Linked DNA regions of Gasterosteus aculeatus: region 2 is linked to region 1. A link is a contact called in public Hi-C data. All regions are on one chromosome and are shown on one strand. The core of a region is the stretch at or near the end of the contact, and the rest is flanking DNA. Distances in the headings are between cores, read along the strand shown. Region 1 has its middle 19 kb from the start of tspan17. Region 2 has its middle 15 kb from the start of ctnna1.

Evidence for each region. A called contact is a pair of places that touch in the nucleus more often than the background predicts.
Region 2: a contact with region 1 is called in a Hi-C map of skeletal muscle, with 2.8 times the contacts expected there. The contact joins two enhancer-like sites. A contact is called at or near these places in 3 of 6 Hi-C or Micro-C datasets (skeletal muscle, tail fin and whole body).

The regions. Positions count from the first base shown.
Region 1 is chr4:13,698,008-13,702,212 of fGasAcu3.hap1.1, forward strand. No RefSeq gene overlaps it. Among protein-coding and RNA genes, the nearest start is that of tspan17, 19 kb to the left of the region's middle. Within about 2 kb of position 1,979, at least 1 of the 9 cell types and tissues checked has open chromatin away from gene starts, as enhancers often do.
Region 2 is chr4:13,742,426-13,746,630 of fGasAcu3.hap1.1, forward strand. No RefSeq gene overlaps it. Among protein-coding and RNA genes, the nearest start is that of ctnna1, 15 kb to the right of the region's middle. Within about 2 kb of position 2,041, at least 2 of the 9 cell types and tissues checked have open chromatin away from gene starts, as enhancers often do.

The DNA.
Region 1 (4,205 bases), core at 729-3,228:
TTGTATTTATTATATTGTTGCCATAAGAGAGCAGCTAGCGGCCATTATGACATCCATTCAGTTACCTGCTGTTGCCGCTGTGCTTGATGTTGGGATCAAAAACAGTAACTCTGGGCCAAAAAAAGAAACCCTAAACTTCATAGAATATTGCCATCACCTTTTCCTATGCATCTCAAAGACAAACCACGCCAGCAGGATGCAGAAAGTGGAGCTGTTTCCTTGAACAAATGACTTAGTGGACACAAGCTCCATTGCTCTTGCGGCCTTTTATGTTGGAGTTTTTTGGCAACGACAGCAAATTATCATTTGTAAAGCTAATCATCCTTGAGAAATCACAAATTTACTGCCGTACCGGTTTACATTAAGCATGAGGCTTCATGGCTGCAAGGACGGCTACTCTAGCGAAGATTCCTCTCTGATTTGATTTAATACCACCTGCTACAAAGAGCGTTATCGTTCCAATAAATATGACCGGCCTTGTGTTTTTATCCGTGCAGGATACCTCATGCATAGTAGGCAGCCACAATCTGCTCCCGTGCATCTTCACTGTAGTTCATTGCTCAAAGAACAGAGGTATATTATTTAAAGGACAACGTGAGGTGACGCCCTTGCTGGATAGTTCATTTCTAAACAAAGTTTTAAAATGCATTCACCAGATTCTCTGCCCGATGAGCAAGACCACGTGCTGCTGCAGCTTTTGCCTTGTGGTCTTGTAGAGCGAGCTCACAGCGTTCTAACGCATCCGACATCCCGGACGCTCTCCCACGGTCCTACGGGACCTTCACTTTAAACATTATTTGGACTGCGCTGGCAGTTTGTTGGTTCATCTTCAGCCTGCTGAATAAGAATAACCAGATCAATCTGTTCTCATACACCAACAGAGAAGTAATGCAGTATAATGTGTATATAACCCACGAAAATCAACTGAATCGAAACAAGAAAGCGGGAGACGACAAAGTATGAATATGAAACAAAGACCAAACACATTGGACTTCCTCTTTGTCACGAAACATCCGTACTTCTTATTATACAAACCACAGTCTTTTCCTAACCAATCAGTTTTGGGGCCTAAAGAATATACACAAAAAAAAGATGCCGTAGGAAACGTTTCATGTGGCTATGTTGCCACCCGTAAATGTCAATCTCATTAAACTTAACTTAAAATAATGACGTTTCCATATTAATATCACGTGTTTGTAATGGTACTAATGAGTGTGATGTCCTGCGCTTTTGTCTGAGCTTTTACTAACATGCATTTTTTATCTTACTCTTCCGAGGGGGCCTTAAGTCTGGCTCCCTTTCGACACGAATAAATGCGGTTGAGTTTGTTGCTCCGCAGAACTATTAGTGAGATCTTCCACACTTCATTGCGCGGTAGATATGATCATGCAACTGACAGCAGGGGCCCAGTTACCATTGCTTGCACCCCTGCTGTGTCTGACTGAGTTCATTGCACAAGAGCCTTTGTTTTTCAGGATTTCACAGAGTTTAGTCACAGTTAGATCCACACTGTTTGTAATTAGTCAATTAAAGAGCCACAGCTTGCGATCGCAAAGGAGCCTGAGAGGCAACCTGAAGGTGTGTCCGTCTGAGCTCAACCTGGGTTCAAAGTCCCAGCGCTGCATTTGATTTCAAATTCTGCGGTACGTTTATAACAAAAGAAGGCTTAATGCAATATAGAAACAATGCATGCTTGATCATTTCTAGTGTGCAGCAGCTACACCCCTAAACACGTCTTCGTTAATGATATCACAACTCGAGCACACCGATCGTGACCCAAACACGCCGCGGTCACATCATGTCGGTAACGGGAATAAGACCTGCGACCAAACGAGCAAAGGAAACCAGATCCACTCATTAAACTGAACAGTCGCCAAGAAATGCCGTGACATTACGAGGCAAGAGAAAAGACTCCCTGTGGTTCCCCACGAGGGAAGAACCATGTCCGCCTCCAGATAGGGCTTTTAGCCCCGCCGCCGTTGGCAGCAATTGATTTCATTGATGTGCCTTGTGCAGCGGACTATCCCTGATAAAGACGGCCATTCAGTGCGCGAGTGACGTCACATCTGCGTCAGCTAACTTGGAGGAATAGACATCACATGCCGGCACTCAGCTCCTCGCCTTTTGATGCTGGTGTGTTAAAGGCTTTCTTTGAGGGCGCAGTGGGGCAGCGGCGGAGCAGTACGAGCCAGTCATTGCACACAGCAGCTGGCAGAAATATAGATCTCTGCAGAATAAGGGGGAAAAAAACCCAACCTGGTACCATTTTCAAATGGAAAGCCTGGTGACCCCCCCCCCAGGCCCCGGGCACCAGGCTTTTAACTTCTGCCAATGTCATCCCACCCACGTCATTATTCTAACAACTGATCTAGTGTAAAAGGCTCCAACCACACCAGAGGCAACACGAAGAGGCCTGCGCCTAGAAGTTAACTTTACATCGTGTCCACGACCGAATTACAGTTTTCTGGTCCGTCAAGTGATTCCATTTGGCCCAAAAATATCTTTTCCCAAAGACTTTCGTACTTTCATCGAGAAACGGTAGTGTTACCAGTACGGACACTTATTTAAATCACTGGGTTTTAAAAGTTTATAAGTGCGGCAATAGCCAATCTTGTCTAGCAATCTTCCACATCTGGAAGATTGCTAGACAGGTATTTCCATCTGAATTGTATATTATTTTGGCTTCAAGCACCACTGTGCAACTTCCACAGAATGCTGTATCCAGTTATCTTTATACAAGCCGACAGCTGACTGAGTGGCGTAGATACCTGAACTTTCTATGGAGATGAATGTGAAATTGAAAAGAAGTTATGCATGAAGTGAGGGAGAACTGACACTTCATCCTGGCTTACAAAACTGTAGCTAAAGAGGTTGTTGAGGGGGAGAAGGTGTTGGAAAAACATGGAAACGCTTCATCTTTACAGCGCTGTACTCCATTACTTATTTGGTTTAAAACATTGTGACTTTTTCAATCTCTTATCCTTTGATAGTTTTGATACCAGGTGGTCCACAACTGGTGATGACCTCTTAAACAAGTCGGATAGGCCGCGATGTCATAATGTGTCTAAGCTTTGCGTCGAGTGTTGTGGTCTGATTGGTTGATGGTGTAATTGAATGAGTTTCTGTAATTTCCTGGACAACAGTGATTGAATTAGAGCTTAATTTAATTAATGGCAAAAAGGATTATGGCTGAAGCACAAAAATCACAGCACTGCTCTAAATCTGCTGGCAACTCAGTCACAGGAGTGCGCCTCAGGGTTAGGTTGAAGGATATAGCTGCTCTGGCCAACCATAATTCACCCAAGTGGCTCTGCTTTAAAGACAGAATCACACAAGAGCTAATTGCATGTCAGCCATTTTTAGATGGAATATTTATCTGCGCCATACAGTATATATTTATAGTGCTTTCAAGGTGTTCCACCAGAAGGCCATAATGGATGTGTGAGTGTGCTTCTCAACCAGGGGGGGCAACAGAAGTACATTCAAACAAGTAAAGGGAGGTGTCTGTTTTCTATCAGAGCTCAAGTAAAGGCTGTGGGTGGTCCGGGGATGGTCGAAGTTAGACATGTATTTGTTATAGCTAAGGGAAAGCGTGCGGAGATTGATTGATTGTAATTTAAGTGAATTTAGTCCAGTATGCTCTCTGCTCTCTTATTGACTGCTGGTTGCCTGGCAACTTCTTGGGGAAAACCAGAGCCCAGGAAGTTATTGCGTCATATATTATATTTCCAAGTTTATGGCAAGTGTCTGCATACAAGAACAAAAAACTAAGATGGAGAACGTAGTAAACATTTCTGTTAGTAACAAAGCATCTTTCCCAAAATGAGGATTTGCAAAGGCCTTGAATGGTGTATATCGAGCCTCTCCAGCATATTAATCATTTCCAACACCATAATTTCCAACTCCACCATACAAGTGATGAGGCTAATGGCATCTGAAGGCATCCTGAAAACAGCAGTACAAATTCCATACCTAGTTCAGGTACCAATGAGTTTAAGCTTTATTTAGCGTGAAATGTGGAATTCTGTCCACACAGCCGTTATAATCCCATCATTCCTCTATATATCATCAAGGCAAGGTTACATAAAATTTGCAGCTGCCAACAAGTCCTACTTAATCATATTAGCAAAAAATGCGGTTCCTAAACATCGCTCTTCTTCCTCAGCCTATCTTGTGCAGATTTGTTTATCTCTCACCTTAAAATA
Region 2 (4,205 bases), core at 791-3,290, 44 kb after region 1:
ATTCTGAGTTCTAATGGTATAATTACTATATTCTTCAGGCTTCAGGGAGGGCTGAAATGTTTTGTTTTTCCTGCCAGTCTTCGAGGGTTTTTATTTGAAAGTATAAAATGTCTCCATGCGGTTCATCCCCAGCAGGTCTTTTGATGGTTGTGGGAAGCGTCTGAGCGCCCGTCCGTCAGCTTTCAGGGAAATAAACAAAATTCAAACAGCTTATTTTCACCTCCAAGATGTAAAAAGAAATCTGTATGCTGTATTGATCATGCTAGGCCCGGCGGGCTTTATGTATTAGTACTTACCGTCTCCACAGCGGGAGCTCTGCCCTCACTGTGGCACTTGGGGATTCACGCAGTGTCTGATGGGTTCCAGCATTATCAGTATGCAGCACACATGCCTACAGGTCTGCAAATAACTCTGTGACAAGCCGCCCATCCAGCCGCCCCGCCCCTTTGTTGATCCATACTTTATTACTATATTTATGAGTAATACACAAGCTCCAACGGTGTCGTTCCAATCAACCAGGGGTCGTGCAAATTCTTTTTCCCCACTAGCCGTCAAATTCGATGAGTAATTTGAATAGGTGCTGATGCAGACGGAGCTGGTGGTCAAGTGGGTTTATCTTTATCCCGGTTCAAATAAACTGTGCGTGCTGACAGAGCAAACTTGAATCCGTACTTGAATCTGATGAACTAAGGATACAATCTTGTTTGTCTGTTGCTGCTCAAGCATCAGCTTATAAGATTTTTAAAAAAAATGAAAATTTGTTTCAAGATTACATCTCTTTGCCGCCTTTCTCGGCAGAAGTAAGTACTCCATCAGTGCAACTAGTCACAAGTAAATGGACCTGCAGCCCACCTAAACACAATCCTCTGAGAACGTATCTTTCAACGTGGAGAATCAATAATAGATTTCTTTACTCCACAGGGGGAAGGTTTAAACTAGACAAGTGTCAGTCTCTGTTTTATTAGACAGTCATCCACCCCTAAATGCGACTAAGGACACAATGCAGCAATTTGATCACAGCAGATAGGAGCAGGCAAGAAAAAACGATTTCTTCTTTTGTATCAAGTCCACCACATTTAACAGGATCACAGCATGGTGCCGTGGATCACAAACCAATCCGGCAGCGGTTTTATGCAACATTAGTAATTTTTCTCATATATTTAATGAACTAACACGGACGGCATGTTTAACTGTACATTAAAACATGCCGGTTTATTCCTTGTGCAAATTAACATAGCATGGAAAAACACACAAACACCCCCTCCCCCCCCATCACATAAACACGGAAAGGTAGAGATTATAGACCGGGGATGCTCACTTTTTTACAGCTGATTACATCATGGAAAGTTTTAACATTTCCATTTCCATGGCAACAGAACAAACTCAATATACTAGTGAGGCGGTTGATGTGATGTGGACGACGGCTATAGACCTTACCAGAATGGATTATTTTGTCAAATGTTAAGATTAATGTCATGCTACTTAAAACATAATGATCCAATAAAGAAAAACCTACAGCTGAGTCATGTTTACCAGACACAACACGGTAGTGTTTTAGTTGCTTTGCGAACACACGCTCCTGGCACTGCAGTAAAAGCTCTTTGGCAATGACTCAGACACTTAATATGCATATATTTCCCCCTACTGGTCAACACATAACATTGCATATCATCTTTGTCCCTTTTATTTCTCAGCTTTTGATATAAATCTAAATTACTGCTGCAAAATACAGATTTGGGCAGATAGTAGACCAGCGTGTGAAATTTCTCCATATTTATGTTATGGATTGCAGTCAGTGGAGCACATCACTGGCAGCCTCTGGGCTTTATAGCTGTTATCAAAACAGGCTGAGACTGGCCTGTGTTGATTTGTGTCCTGTTCTCTGGTGAATCTGCATGTAATTTGTCCTGTGAGTCCCTGTTTGATCCATGCAGCAAATCTTGGCACAAATAGGACTTCACAGCATGAGAGCTACTCTTGCTGTGGATTTTGCATTAAGCCCGTCATCCTACTCTGATGTTATGCTATTGGGAATAAAATAGGTGGTGCCTCCCCCTCTTGTGGTTTGATGTAATATTGCATTGGCTTGAAGTTGTAGTTGCTCCTAACTGTGCCAGGTCATTAGAGCTTTTGATAACCACATTGAGGCTGATACTGAGCTTGCATCGCAATCTGCAAACCATGAACCGAATGCTAAGCGCACGGAGAGCACCGCGCGTTTTATCTCGGCAGAAAATAATAGACACCAATTTCAATGCGTGTATATGGAGTTATGTGACTGCCTGGGATGACAAAGACAATGTTTGAGAGGAGAAGAGAAAGAAATCAATGTCAGGATTGAGGCGGCTTATTTCCTTTGGTGTGCAGTGTATCGCTGATTGAGCGTTCAGACCCATCCAAAACCAAGATTGCCTCTCCTTTTTATAGGCAGCTCCAGCTCAGATTGACTCTCAGTCTCACGATGCTGGTAAAAATAGCTTTATTCTCAACAGGCTAGATTTCATTTAGCAGGCCGGTGTCTTTGCACTAGTAGCTGATGGGAAAGAGTTTATTTATAACAGAGGAGGGGACGGATTACTTTTGTATTGTTTTTGTATAAGAAACATCGTGCATTGCAGCAGCATCGTTTGTATGTGTGTGCATGTGAACAATCTCCTTTACTTTCAAAAGTCGCATGTGTTTTCTTTTGAAGGTAAAGATGAGTGCTGAGAGGAAAAATATTTCACCATGCATTCAGAATTCTTCTCCCTGTTTCCCAGGAAGATCCTGGGCTTTGCTGTGAAGCATGGGTGGCTGTGTGAGTTATGGCACGCGAGCTCGTCAGGAAGGTTTCAAAGAAAGAATGGATTCCACACAATAATGTCTCCTCTCAGATACATACCAGATATAAAAAAGCAACAATACAGGAAAGACAGCACCGTGCACAACGCCGCATCGGTCCCTCAGGTTGATAGTTAAAAGAAAAGTGTGGAAAGTGTGTTTTCTCTGGCAATGAAATGGTGAGCAAGGAAGGCTGGGTTCATTCTTCTTCAGCCTCCTAAGGGCACTGAATTCATGCCTAGCTTTCTTTTTCTCTCCCTCTTCTTGTGCGTTTATGTGAACGCGCGCGCACTACACTCTTGTCTGTGTTTGTGTGTGCATCGGGCGAGTGTGCCAGGGCATCATTGGGTTGAAGCTATGTGGAATGGAATTTATCAAAGTCAGTGGAGCATTGTGATGAGAGCTTTGTGAGGAAATTTCAACCATGACTATAGCCAGGGTCCATATAAAGCGGTTAGCTTTCTCTTGCTTTTTAATGAAAATTCTCCCCAGCTATTTTGGTTCACAGGATCTCAATATAGCTTTAACCTTTGCTGTTTGTACTGTCAGCTGAACTGGTGGGTGCCATTCTTCCATCCATCCAAGTTGTTTTGCATGATCAGAATTTGACCAGGCGTCTATTTATCTTCAGCCTCCCCGAAGACACGTTCTGCATATTCAATTTGTATTTTCTCCATCCAGTTTCCATTTGAAAACCGATTGACTCAGTGCCTCCCCATCCACTATAATGACCAAATAATTTACCTTGTTACCATGAGGCAGATAATGGAAATGAAAATAAATCCCAATCCAAACTTTGTTGGGCCACAACATTACAATCAAATGCTTGAGCTGAAAACAAGGAAAAGGAGCGAAATACTCTCCATGTAACAATTATTTGTTTGATTGCTTTTGAGGTCTCTTACCTGTGCTCTTTGTGTCTCTGTGTCTAAATGGCTTCCCATACCTAAGGCCAGTCATTTATTTACACCATTAGGGCAAATTGCACGGCTGAGACCAGCTATGATGTCCTCTGCTTCTCCACCAGTGAGCACAGCCCATTGCTATGCATTGACAACCTCCAGGTAGAGCACATGATATACAATTGCCATTAACTCACTGCCACTGTAAATGGAGCCCGGTAAACATATTTATAATTGCACCACATAGACTTGTGTGGGAGCATGATGGATTCTTGACATCAAAACTATTTTTTGATGACAGATTTGCAATAACAGTTTTTCTGCCGCAGGTTTGCGGGTGTTGGGAGGCAGACAGCAAACAGTATTTCACTTTGAGCAAGTCATGTGTCACTTAACGTAATTTCTTTTTTTTTTCTCATATTAGATTGGAAACATTGCTTTATCTTGTATGCGATGACATGCAATTTTTTTTTTAGCTGTAAA